Regions from separate parts of the Mus musculus genome. Here regions 1 and 2 are each linked to region 3. Evidence: chromatin contacts called from public Hi-C and HiChIP or PLAC-seq data. All regions are on one chromosome and are shown on one strand. Each heading gives the region's core, a stretch centred on a gene start, on an enhancer-like site or on the middle of the called end of the contact. The rest is flanking DNA. Distances are from core to core; before and after follow the strand shown. Region 1 has its middle 110 kb from the start of 1700041M19Rik. Region 2 overlaps Gm30790 (predicted gene, 30790). Region 3 overlaps Gm30507 (a long non-coding RNA gene).

Region 1 (4,494 bases), core at 1,399-3,898, 690 kb after region 3:
AGAAGAAATGGAAAAAAATGTTGAACACTCAAGTAGAAAACAGGAGGAAAGAGGAAAGAAGGGGACTGGGAGAAAGGAGGTGCCCTACTGAAGCATCCACCAGCCTACCAGACTGTCAACACATCTAAACTGTGAAGTGAGGGAATAAATGGTTGAAGAGGGAGCAAGGTGAACAGATTTCTTAAACTAAGTTTAAATTTTTGCAAAGGTGAAAATGTGACCCAGCATCCCACAGGTAAACACCAAAGTACCCTTCACTAAACTTGATTACATTGCCACCAGCCCAAGCTCTGTTCTTACTCTGTAAACACAGAAAACTTACTTTTCTATAAACAATCAGACTTTTCTTTCATTTTCTTGACTAAGGAGTCAGCTCTGTAAATTGCTGTAGTCGCTCAGTAATCAGGTGCTAAACAGTGGGGTCCCTGAGGACCTCGTATCTTATTCCGTCCTATTTCACAGAGCTTCACTAACCCCAGGTTGCTGATGCAGCCTACATTCGCTAGAGAGTCGACTGCTGATCATTCTCTAAAGACCAACGGAGTATATGTGTTCTTAATGTCCACTCTCACGGCAAAATGATGTGAGGCATACCAATCCAACGAGCCTCAAGATAGCTCATATGATGTTTTCTCTACATCCATTCCTCAGAATGCATTCAGCTCTCGATCAATACTATGCAGAAAATGCAATCACAGGACAAATGAGAATCACCTTGCCTCCAACCACAGCACAAGGGAAAACAAGATACAATGATTTAAATGTGATCAAGAAACCAAACCATTCTTTGCTAAAGACGCACTGCTTTTACAGGCCTGCTATGTCTGTCCGTTGTTGCTGCAAAGTGACAACTGCCAAGACCGAGGTATTCTGAAGTGAAGTGAAACGTTGTAGAAGCACTGATCCAAATGTTCTCTTGCCGTGGAAGTCAAAGAGGACACTGGTATTAACCTGAGGTTTTTAAAGTTTTGCATTTGAAGGGATTCAAGGCTCTCTCCCTTCCAAAATGGCCCGTGGGCATTTGAGAAACCAGCAAGAGCAGAAAGGTCACCCTCACCTTCCCTGTAGCCCCTTCTGTCCTGAAGGAAGTCATAAAACCTAGAAAGAATTCTTTGACCTCCTCCCCTAAGGCATGCAGTAAAACCCAGATGACCTTCTCCTGCAGCAAGCCATAAACCTTTCATTTGTGTGCCCTCTCTTACCCCTAGGAAGACCCTGGCCTTCTCTCTAAAGAAGGGACATGGAGGAAAATCGGAGCAAGCGCATCCTTTTCAGGTCCCTGGTTTATTGTGGCTGAGTTATCCCCTTCAGTTTTTTAGTTTAGTTTTCCCCTCTGATTCTGAATGTCCGTGCCTTTCTCATCTGAAACAGAATCATGATCAGACTTCCCACTTCTTCATCTTTTCATTTCTCAGCCTCCCATACCAAATAATTTTATTGCTAATCTGCCCTTCTATAGAAGACATGAATCCGAAGGTAGGTAAGAGACTAACTTTTTCTCCCCAGCAAAACCCACTTGTCAAAATGAACTCCAAGTCTATTAGACGCCAGACTGTCTCCCTCATGTCCTCCTCTGTCCCAACTCTTTCTTTTATTTTAGACTTAAAATAAGGATAAATTGCTTTTAACATTTTGGGACCACAGTGTATGAGTGAATCCCAACCAACCCCAATAGCTTTGCCTCCGCCTCCAAACTGAGTCTGTCAGTAACTTCCTGGAGCCTTGGGCTTGGTTTTGTTGTTGTTGTTGTTTTGTTTTGTTTTTGTTTTTCCTTAGTTTTACTTAAAGGATCTAAAATTCAAGTGCTCAAGTTAGCATTTTGAAAAGATCTATGAATTTTTACATTGTAAAGGAGCTGCCTGCCTATTGCTCCAAACCACAGTGGTTTCAAACACAGCCTCTGCTGGAGAATTTGGTCAGCTACCTATTCCCTAAGCCCCACTTCCCACACATTTCCCCACGCCCAGGGAGAACTCTTAGGTCTAGAGGCTACAGGGATTATCCATTCAGACTGTCAAAAATAACTGCAACAAAGAATGGTTCTGCATGGTCAAAAGTCCTGCTCAGGTGGGGGAATTGCATCATCTGGGCTCCATCCACCCAGGAGCAGTAATTGTGTGTGTGCTTGTGCTCATCTGGGAACAGCAGCTCGGTGTACCGTGTGGTTAGTGACTTACCGGCTTACCAACACTTGGCCTTGTGTTCCCTGTATTGGATTGAAGTTAACTGTCCAGTTACATAATCCGTTCTAGTTTTCATTTCATTAGATCTCTAGTACAATAGATGTCTTCTGTGAGTTCCTCCCAATTAGCATTTCATAGCATTTCATTACTAAAAGGCAAGATCTTTACCCTACCACCTTTAAAAAAAGGCTCAGTGGCTTAGAGCTTTTTTTTTATTATTTTTAAGAGAGAGAGAACACAAACTTTAGATCATTAACCTGTTCTTGCTTGTTGTTTGACATTTCAAATGTGTTGCTCTCTTGCTAATAACTCTTCCCAAAGTGCACAGGAGGAGAATGCACTCTTTCGGATGCTCCGGCACAGCAGCACTTTAGCTAACAGACAATAATAAATCCGGACTGACAGGGAGTGCTGACCGCGGCGCATTCTGTGGTGAGAATGGGCCGGACTTGCAGCTTCCCATTAAATTAATGAGAAGCCTGGGCCTCTTTGACCAGCAGGAGAGAGCAACAGAACTGAGGCTCTGAACGCGGTCCTACGTGCTGGGAAGGGAAGCAAGGGGAAAGGGCAACCACTTCAGTTAAGCGCTTGGCTTTGACAGGCTTCTCCTCCACGCGCTCCAGGGTTCTCCCAACTTTTAGGAATGGTTGCAACTAACATAGCCTGTTGGAGTATTTTAGGTTATCTCTACCGTCGTTTCTTAAATAAACAAGAAATTCAAAGACCAGGAGTCCGTGCAGGTCTCTAAAACTGTCTGCCGAAAGCATGCTCTTAGTTTGGACTGCTGGAAAGGATTTTCATGTTTGGTTTGTTTGCTTTTTGGCTCACTTACGTCTTAATCTGCTTTATATGGGGAGACACACCACTTATTTAAAGGTTAAAATTTTAAATAAAACTTGGAACCTACTTTGAAGTTTATCTTGAGTTACTGAATGTCAAAGAGTTAGCCAAGATGTACTGGGAACAATTTGAATGGCCTGGAACATGTCATTTAGTCTTCCAAGGGCTCACCTTTCCACTTGTAAAAGATTAATATTACACACACACACACACACACACATATATATATATATATAATATAGGACATATATAATCCAATATAGGATTAATATCATATATAATATTATATAATTAATATTTTATATATTATATAGGAATGTATATTATATATAATATTATATATATTATACACACACAATATGTGTGTGTATGTGTGTGTGTGTGTTTGGGTTATGTGTGTGCATATGCATATATAATATGAATGTATAAGCATGTAATGTATATATATATGATGTAATATATATGTATGCATACAAATGTATGTATTCTGCTCTCCTTAACAACAAATGCAGATGTGCTTCCTAGAATTCATGATTTCTTGGGCACAGATCTTTCTGTACAAACGGGACTAGCGCCCTACCTGTTGTACCCTCCTGTGGTAGACCAGGCCGGTTCTAACTCAGAGGTTAGGGATCCAGCCCATGCTGAGATGTTTTTCCCACTGCTGCTCTGACCATCCTTCTCCTTGCTTGACACGTCACCTGGTTAACAGGCGTTGGTCATTGAGCCCTGACACAGCTTAGGTGATATTTGACCTTTTTTAGTCTATAATTCATTCTTGGAATTTTCCACTAAAAAAATCCTTACATATTACTATGAAATCTTTCATTTCCTATATTTTAAAAAAATATAGGAGACATATTCTCACAGCTTTTTCCATCTAATAATGTATTTTCTAATCTTCAGTATGCCTTGGATTTTCTCTCAGAAGATGGAAGCTTAAAAAAAAGGTTAAAGACGGAAGACAATACTCAAGTTCGGATGCAAGTGTTTGTTTACTTGCTATTATTATTACTGCTCACTCTTCTCGGCTAGCTTTACACCTCTCATCCTCCTGCTTCCGGAACCTTCCAAGTGTTGGGACTGCAGCTGTGAGCCACTCTATCTGTTTGCATAAGAATTTGAAATTGTCACAATCCCTAACATTAACACAAAAAGCTCAGAGGTTTGTTGGATCGGTATTGTTCCAGGCAATTCTAAGAGAGCTCAAATCCAGGGAATTTAAACCAGACTTTAATATCCAGAGTTCTTTGCAAGCTTCTTTAAAATTCTCCAACCATGAAAGAAAGCAACCTGAAATAGGGCTTACTATGTGATAAGCACGTGAATGCATTTGTTTAGCTTCTACAAGTGTGGACGTCACGATGTATGAAGATGATGTAGAGGGGCTCCTGAGATGGCTCAGCCAGTATCGTGCTTTCTGCACAAGCACAGGGGCCCAAGTATGGATCCTCAGCACAGACATAAAACC
Region 2 (4,585 bases), core at 2-2,501, 560 kb after region 3:
CTAACAAGTGGTGGTATCCAGTGATCTCCAGAGTTCAAGTGCGTCCAGTCCTTCGCTCTTCTCCAGAAGAATCTATGGAAGAAATGAGGTAGTCCTGGTACCTCAGACCTAAAGCACAGCCTGGATCTAAACTGAGTTGGACTGGCAGTTTGAAACTAAGGAAGATATTGTGATGCTTGGACTGTTTTCTGGACAGCATCTAACTGACATGTGGCAGATGGATTTGAAGGGTTTTCTGTTGGTCTTTGACACCATTTTGAAAGCAATAATATTTCCTATTTCATATCATTTGGTTAGTATCTTCAGTTGGCATAGTCAAATCAGCAAAACTAAAACTACTACCACTACTACTACTGCTACTACTACTACTACTAATAATAATGATAATAATAATAATAATAATAACAATAACAGTAATAATATGTTTTCAGAGAAGAAAACTCTGTAAGAAGAGCAGCCCTTGACAAAAAAGAGTTTCTGTTCCAAATGACTCTGTGTGTGTTTGTTTTGCAGTGTTGCAGGGACACTGTGAAGTAACAGCACCTCCTCAGGATGACTTCAGGACTCAGAAGAGGCAAAACCTCTGCCCTACCCAATGGGCCCCAGGCATGTGAAGCCTGTCAGGAGAAGATCATAAATTCTGCAGAGGGGAAGGGGAGCAGAAGGGAGGAGAGCCACAAAAAAACCCCCGTGCACTTAGAAGAAAGAGTTACTTAACACATCGGGAAGTGCATTTAATAAATGAAGTCAGCTACTTCAGCAGGCCACGTTCGATCTCTCCGGAGGTTGTTGAACTTTCTGTAAAAAGTCATTTTTATGCTGCTTGCTTTTCTTCTGGAATTTCCTTCAACTCTCCTGTATGAAATGCATGTGTAAGCAGCTGACTGAGAAAGGGCTGAGGTCAAAGTTAATAAGGAAAGCTGATGGTATGAAGGCAGGCTGTCTTTTCTTAACCTGTCGGAGTTCAAGAGACTTCGTGATTTGGACATGCAATGCGAGCACTTTTGACACCCGGCCTCTTTTTCTTCTAAAAAGAAAAAAAAAATCTGTCTCAAATAACTGAGATGTGGGAGGCAGTCAGGGTGGGAAGTGTCCTGTTGATGGAATTACAAAACTGAACTTTCTTGACCTGATCTCCTTCACAGACTGGCCTTTTATCTTTAAAGGTGGCACGGTAAAGAGTCTGCAGAAAATGATCTTCAAAGATTTGGAAGGATCAAATACTACCTTAAAATGTCAGGACTACTGAAGTCACAGGATGTTCAGACCGGAGAAGAACAGAGCAAAGCGTGTGTGTTTGGTAGGGGGCAGAATTAGGTACTCCTTCACACAGGGGGACAAAAATAAACTTTTCAGCAAGCATATAAAGAATAAACTCTATCCATCTTTGAAAGCATGTGTGTATACACAGTCCCTCGGGAGTCCTTAGGTTTTAATTTGGGGAAACAACTGGATCCGTTTGTCATATAAAATAGTATCCCCCTAATCTACAAATTTTTTGCCCTACCCCAGGAGGCATTTAACTGAAACTTGGAGCATGTATGGTGAGGTTCATCAGACGAGCAGGTGCCAAACTTAAGATTTATAACCACCCTGAAATGAATGCTATGCTTCTCTGGAAGACTACCTGCCTCATCTTAGCATGAGATAAAGCTTAATATAAGACAGGACAACTCAGAGATGTTTAAATAAAAACTTCACGTGACTGAAAATACAGAAAGAAAGAAAGAAAGGAAGGAAGGAAGGAAGGAAGGAAGGAAGGAAGGAAGGAAGGGGGAGGGAGGGAGGGAGGGAGGGAGGGAGAGGGAGAGAGAGAGAGAGAGAGAGAGAGGGAGGAAGGAAGGAAGGAAGGAAGGAAGATTATGGATGTGGCAAGGGGGAACCAATTTTTCTTGATTTGTGATTTGTAAAAACCACAGTTGTCATACTTGACTTGGTGGCAGGGGAAAAAAAAGAAATTCTAGTGTTTAGAAATGTGTGTTTGCATGCTTCTATGTAAATTAGCTTCTGAACTATTGAAGTAATGGCCTCCTTCTGCTGTGTATTCACTTGACTTTTTTTCTTGTCAAGTCATGTTTTTTTTTTCCCCTAGTATCTGAAAATGTGCCAAGCTAAATGTCAATGCCTCCATAAGGGAGATTTAGATTTCCTTTTGGAGCAGATAGAAGCCTCAGATGACAAACATTGCTTATCATGAATGTCCCTCCCGCCTGCCTGTGTGCCTTACCTCAGAACAAGGTCAAAGGAGCCACCAGAGAAGAGCTATGATTTGTTTGACTTGACATTCCCCAGTATCTCCCTTTGTCATTCCTGTATCCTCATTCCGGGTGAGAGCGAGGCAAGCAGCAAGCACTTGCTCTTAGGTATACCTGGCTGCCTGCCCTGCATACCACAGCAAGCTGCTGTGAATTCCCCTGTTTAAAAAAAAGTAACAGTGGAAAGAAGAAGAAGAAGAAGAAGAAGAAGAAGAAGAAGAAGAAGAAGAAGAAGAAGAAGAAGAAGAAGAAGAAGAAGAAGAAGAAAAGAAGTAGTCCCGTTTGATGCCAATGGTGTTATAGACAGCATTTTTGCAGGGTGAGTTTAGAAATATTTTCTCAGGACAGATTATAGCTATGAAACATAACTAGTTTTCCTTCCTCCCTCTTCTGTGCTCCCTTCTCCCTCCTTCTTTCTCCTCTTCCTCTTTCTCCTCCTCTTCATTTCTTCCTCCTCTCCCTACTAAAAGAGCTTTCGTCTCATCTTCAAGCCATACTTTACCAACACACACTGTGACAGACACTGGCATGGCCTGCTATGAGGGGTCGGTTTTGATATCCTTGTGGTCATCTCTTCTAAGGCAAGTCTTGTGAATGAAGGGACCCAAAACATCCAACTTGGGAATGCTTTTGCGGTCAATAAACATTCACGGATATACTGTTTTGAGGACAACTTTTACTCTGTGAATCCTATTCCTGTCCCATTACCTCATGTCTCCCGCTCTTCCTTCTTGGATGTTCTATCAGAGCATCCGGACCTTCAGCTGCCTGTGGCCCATTGGAGTTGCTTCTCTGATGGTGTTTCCCAGCACCTACTGTGACCTGCCACCTTTTCAACTTCAGGATTTGTTTCTGAAGCAGTAAGGATAAGGCTGAGTTTGGAACTCAGTTACATTGCTTAAAAGGACTTCGTGAACAAACCTAGTCACTCGATTTAAGGAAGCCAGGCTCCTCTGACTAAGCAAGAGGGAAATGACCTATTTTAAACTCAAGTCCTGAAAATGGCCACTTCTCATTCCAAAGTAGGGGAGCTGAAGGTGAATCAGAGGGGGAAAAAAATGAATGCTCTCCACATAACCTTTCCATTAAAGCAATGGAGAGAGACCTTGGGTAATGCCTTTCAACATATTCACAAGAAGACAAAGGGTATTTGTCTATGTAGTGCTCTGTAAGAGATCCCTTGACAATTGAGAGCGTTTCTAAAGGTGTAAGGGAAAATGTCTTTATGCAGATTTGTAACGAATTCTTCTCAAATTTTCTCCTTCTCTTTTTCATGTTTCATTTCTAGTTCTGATGATCATCTATGAACTATCCCCCTCCCCAAATATAAATGGAGACTGGTGTTTCCACACAACTGAGATTGAAATTAAAAGTGAAAAGTAAGCAAAGCTAGCCAAGGCCCTGGACTCAAAGAAATGGAATTCACTCTTTGTAAGCTTTAAATGAAGAAATGTTAATGGCGGCAACGCTCTTGATGGAGACCCGGGCACAGTTTCAAGACTTACCCTGGCTCTGGCAACATTGGCCACCTCTTAGATGAAGGGGCGAGGGAACATTACCGGAACACCGTTAGAAGTGTGATGGAGAAAAGAGTTTCCAGGTGCAGCTTTGGAGGTTTAAAGCAGCCACACAAGATGCAGAGCTAACACAGGGGAGGAACAGAAAATTCATATCATGGCTTCTTGTGCCTTCAGTTCATCGATCATCTGCCAGTTTATCCCAGGGGCCACAAGTAATCAGTAACCTGCTAGCAGGTTTAGGATTGCAGAGGCTTCCTGAGGCACAGAACAGAGAAGATGCCACCTCTGAGGGAGAATTTGGAGTGGAGAGAAAGGCATACCCAACATCAAACTTCCTCTTTGATTAAGGAGTAAGATGAACTCAACATAGGGTCTGTATACAAACCGGCTTTGGGAGAGACAAGTGCTATAGACAGAATGGTCTTGCCCTTAGCTCCTACACTGAGTGTGACTGCCCCCTGGAGACGAGGTTCACTAGGGTGTGCGGAACAGCATGTTGTTTCTGAAATCCACGACATGGGTTTTATTCTTGTGAAGTATTAAGATGATTGAAGCTTAATTGCATGTTGTTGGGAGGCAGAATTCGGGGATTGACTACGAACAGAGCGTATCGTCAGGATGGAGCTGTCGCAATTCAATATTGGTGACTTTTAAAGAAGAGGGAGGGAAGGAGAAAAGGAAACACACAGTCTTAGACAGACAGACAGGCAGACAGACAGACACACACACACACACACACACACACACTCACATATACATACCAAGGTTGGGGAGGAGAGATTCACTCATGCATGCGTGAACTTCCTTCCT
Region 3 (4,349 bases), core at 473-2,972:
CATGTCCCTGACTTGACTGTCTTTGATCTTTTTAAAAAAATAAAATAAAATCAATTGTTTAAAAAAAAAAATACATGTTTCTGGTGAAGTAGAATCTAAAATTATGTAACTAATGGATTGGTTTGTTATTTTTATCCTAAAGTGAAGAGAAATGTTGTTGTTTTTTTTTTTTTTTTACTATCTAAAGAACATGAAAAAAATTTAAATTAAGTAATAAATCAGTTTTGTCCAAAATTATTTAGACTAATGATTCCCTGTCTTAGTCTAGGAAACTGGCAATAATTATGCATAACAAACAAAAGCCTTGGCTGACTTTGTTCCATGCTCTAAGTTTACTCTACGAGGTCAGTGTGCAGACTTCTCTAGAAAAGAGAATTTCCTGGGGCAGACTGACCCAGGTTGTACAGGAATGTAAATAAAAATGATTGAGGATTCCTTTCTTTGCATAGAACAAATATTTCATGACTTTGTATATTATAATCCTCTTTCTCGTGTCTAACAAAGACATCATAGCATCAGCCAAATACTTAAAGCCTACTATTAAGATAAAAGCATTACTCCAATTTGTCATCACTTCTATTTAATTATATTTGTAAAAGAAGTGTGATTAATGGCACAGAAAGCAGATGCTTTGTAAGAGTGACAGCCATGTCACTGTGAACACAAAACGTTCCTCTGAAATGGACTCCAGGGTCTTCTGCCTAGCAAACTTGGGCAAGCGTGGACGTGCAAGAGAGAGCTGCCACAGTAATGTTTTAGTATTGCCATAGCTTTGGATGAGATTCTCTTCCACGTGAACAAGTCTTTCCTCATTCCTGACATCACTAACCTTTAGCAAGTCTATGGTTCCTCCATTCCACAGCCTTTGTAAAAACAGGAATGAATCTGCTACATGGTGTTCTGTACGTGAGCTTAAGAACGTTACTTACTGTATTCCAGAACACATTACTCCTTCAGGCTAGGGATACACCTGCATGACGGAACATCTCCTACCATGTGTGCATTCCTGTGATTGCTTCCTAACACCACAAAGGGCACAAAAAAAAAAAAAAAAAAAGGCAAAACCTTAAGCTCTCAGAGTCAGCATTATGAACGCAAGCCAGGACACGCTAAACTTTTCCTGAGGCAGAGTCCAGTCGAAAACTTTATGACAATCTTCCTGGATTGAGCTTTGCCTAAGATCTTCCCGTTGGTCATGAGACAGTCAGGGGACTAAAAGTGTGTCACTTGATTAAGTTTTTCAGGCTGATAACAAGAAGGTAAGCAACTATGTTATCCAGGAGGTTCCAAAGTCCCATGTCCATTCTGGGTCAACTACAATAATTCCCCTTCCTACGTCCAGACACTGCCTGTCACCTAAAGCCCATTAGGGGGCAATTTCCTAAAGCTGAACCCGAAGAGATTATGGGCTGCCCAGCTCAACCGAAGAAGCCAGCTAGTGTGAGTCACCAGAAAGTTCCTATAACCTAAGAACTTCTCTTACAGAAAATGCTACTTCCCAGGCTATCAAAAGAATCATCTTTCCCCTCAGGGCAAGGCTGGCTCTGCACACACAAATAGAGAGCATTTTCTTCGGCCTCCAGTTCAGATGGAGAAGAGTGATTTCTGTGTTGTTTATGTTCACTTGCTCTTTCAACCTAAGTTCAAAGGTTTGACTGCACCTCAGCACTTCAAACCCTTGGGCGGTGATCGCAACGTTCCATTGCATAGACACTCCTGAGGGGGGCAACATTGAACCTGTCAAGGATGGTTTCCCCTGCTTCTGGGCTCTAATGCTTCTCTCTCTACCAGTAGAGCTTTCAGCAGGAAAGACTCATTGATTTAGAAAGAAAAATGCTCCAGGTTCAAAGTTGAGCCAAGCAGTCCTTCCGTCCCACCAACAAATGCTAAGTACATATTCACTCGTGTTTGCTTTCTCAAGAGAGATTAGGAAAAGGAAATAGGAACACATTTGTATAGAATTTTCCTGAATCAAAAGTTATTATTGAAACCCAATACTATCCTGAAGCAAACAACCTTCTATACACAGTTTTAATATCAATTAGTTAATTGAAAATACTAATTGCCTATAAAAACATTCCATTTTCACTGAAAAACATCCACAACACATAAAGTATATTTAAATATACGATACACTAGGAAACAAAACAACCTGGAAGCACTGCTAATTACTTTGTCTTGCCAAGTTTGAACAAAGGGGATTCAATTTTGTTTCTTTAGTTCTGGGAACTGAACCCAGGGTCCTGTGCATGAGAAACAGAGAGTCAGAAACTCCAAATGTTGAACAAACTTTGACTTCCTCATAGAAAAATGAACCAGTGATTTCTCTAGACTCTGAGGGAAAAGCAGTCTTTTCAGATTATAAACTGTGAATGCCCTTCTCTTTCTAGACCACTGTGTTATGACAAATTGGCTACGTTTTATAACTGAGCAATGTTTTGACTCTTGGGGAATACTATAAAGTATGGAAAAACATGTGAGTATACATGTACTCTCATATAACCCAATAAGCTTACGTCAGTATAAGTGTTTTTGAACTGACTGTAATAGTCTAAGAGTTTGTGTTGACAGGAAGCACATAACCAAACACATGATTATGTTAGTAACCATATAAATATAAACTTTAGTGAACTAGAGCATTTCATTCTATATTACTTCACTAAGAAAATGTACTTGCTGCCTTAAGACTCCTTCACTGTACACTGATGAGCAGCTAGGATTCTCAAAGACTCTCAAATCCTCAGCGTTCTGTTGACTTCGGATTATGCACTTCTCTTGTTCACAGGGACCCTTATCCACTTGACACTCACTAAGCCACTGCTGTGAACTTTGCTTTGAGTTTGATCTCAGTGCTCTCCAAAGCCACTAATCATTTCTTCAATGTAAAACACAGTGAGTGCTTGGACATCACATATTTAATATTTTTGAATGATATTGCTACTTTCCTTAAAAATTTGCATTAAAATCCAACTCCTGGGGCCCCAGAAATATGACCTTACTTGGAAGTAGAGTCATTGCAGATGTAATTTGTAATAGGATGAGGTCATACTAGAGTAGGCTGACCCTTCCGCCAATATTTCTGGTACTCTTATCCATAAATGTGTCTCTGATGTTAGAGACACAATGTGACAGTACAGACAGATTGTTGTGCACTCCCAAACCAAGGCAACCAAAAATTTCTGGAGAACCATAAGAGAATCAGGAAAGGCAACAAAGAGTTACCCTACAGATTGTAGAGGTGGCCTGTAGCTTCCAACAACTCCAAAGAACCTCGAGACAATAGAGCACTATAGTTTTCAGAAGCCTGGCTTAGAGTAGTTCACCATGGAAGTCTACTGCATACCTTAAGACCACTAAGCCCTGCACTGTATTTTTTTCAAACAACCATACTACAGTCTCAACAAGATTCTTCCCAGTTCCTAATATGCTGAGGTTCCTTGAGACACCGAAAAAACCTCACACTCTATGACCATGTATATGTTAGGGCTTGTCAAGTTCATAACCATAGTTTGCCTACATCAACCAATGAACTATATGACTATATAGCAGAGCAAGCTCAATCATACACAAAGGGCATATCCACTCTGAGTTAATATACATCCTTCCATTTATTTCCCCAAAAGTAAAGCAAAAATAGTTCTACAGTAAGTCTTCCCATGTCCTCTAGTTTTCCAGTATTTTTTGAAGAAAGACATATATGCGTGTGGACCCTTGACATAAAGATGAACAAGAGATCTTAAAAATGCTGAGGCAGTCACCATGCTTTTCCCTTCCTCTTCCTCTATTCTTCATGAGTGGTGACATATCTGATGGTTTCTACAAGCCACAGTTGCTTCTCAGTAAGCCCCAGTATGGGATCCATTTCATTTTGGCTGAAAGTAAAATATTCTACCTGTAATGTATAATAGAAACATTGAACATTTATGGAACCAAAAATAAGTTTAAGAAACAATACCCATATAAAATTAGAACACGGTGGGGATTTTTTTTTGAAAGAATGGAATTGAAGTTCTAAATGAATAGATGTATGTAATGCCTTAGTATAGGACGCTATATACATGTGATACCTCTCAAAATTATTTCATGTATTTAAATCCTACTCCAGTAAAAAAAGTAATATTTAGCATTGAAAAATAAAATATGTTGGAATAAAGCTATTCAATGAGACAAAAGATTCCTACGATGAAAACCTTAAGATACTGAAGAATTAGAGAAGACATTGGAGTCAAGCTGTGGTGTCACACACCTTTAATCTCAGCACTTGGTAGAGGAACGCAAATCTCTGAATATGAGGCCAGCTTGGTCTATAGAGAGAATTCCAGGAAAAGTCAGGACTAACTGAGAAACCC

What was found. Hi-C and Micro-C count contacts between places; a contact is called where the count stands out from the background. HiChIP or PLAC-seq counts read pairs in DNA pulled down with a chosen protein or histone mark.
Region 1: a contact with region 3 is called in a Hi-C map of uterus, with 5 times the contacts expected there. The contact joins two enhancer-like sites. A contact is called at or near these places in 1 of 39 promoter capture datasets (hippocampal neurons), 5 of 15 datasets of contacts at CTCF or cohesin (embryonic stem cells, large pre-B cells, pro-B cells and 1 more), 63 of 484 Hi-C or Micro-C datasets (the AtT-20 cell line, B cells, the Ba/F3 cell line and 30 more) and 2 of 115 datasets of contacts at active chromatin or transcription factors (embryonic basal ganglia and stem cell-derived neural progenitor cells).
Region 2: an H3K27ac HiChIP or PLAC-seq map of regulatory T cells shows a contact between it and region 3, with 10 times the contacts expected there. The contact joins two enhancer-like sites. A contact is called at or near these places in 1 of 15 datasets of contacts at CTCF or cohesin (pro-B cells), 40 of 484 Hi-C or Micro-C datasets (CD4 T cells, CD8 T cells, LSK cells and 22 more) and 6 of 115 datasets of contacts at active chromatin or transcription factors (T-cell acute lymphoblastic leukemia, Th17 cells, astrocytes and 2 more).

What each region holds. Positions count from the first base shown.
Region 1 is chr16:76,893,838-76,898,331 of GRCm38.p6, forward strand. No RefSeq gene overlaps it. Among named protein-coding and RNA genes, the nearest start is that of 1700041M19Rik, 110 kb to the right of the region's middle. Within about 2 kb of position 2,649, at least 8 of the 459 cell types and tissues checked have an H3K27ac peak or open chromatin away from gene starts, as enhancers often do. A contact at or near this core is called in uterus, where this site is marked.
Region 2 is chr16:76,764,585-76,769,169 of GRCm38.p6, forward strand. The region is part of intron 1 of Gm30790 (predicted gene, 30790); the gene reads right to left. Among named protein-coding and RNA genes, the nearest start is that of Gm30790, 12 kb to the right of the region's middle. Within about 2 kb of position 1,252, at least 19 of the 459 cell types and tissues checked have an H3K27ac peak or open chromatin away from gene starts, as enhancers often do. A contact at or near this core is called in T-cell acute lymphoblastic leukemia and regulatory T cells, where this site is marked.
Region 3 is chr16:76,200,664-76,205,012 of GRCm38.p6, forward strand. The region is part of intron 2 of Gm30507 (a long non-coding RNA gene); the gene reads right to left. Among named protein-coding and RNA genes, the nearest start is that of Gm30507, 47 kb to the right of the region's middle. Within about 2 kb of position 1,723, at least 58 of the 459 cell types and tissues checked have an H3K27ac peak or open chromatin away from gene starts, as enhancers often do. A contact at or near this core is called in T-cell acute lymphoblastic leukemia, regulatory T cells and uterus, where this site is marked.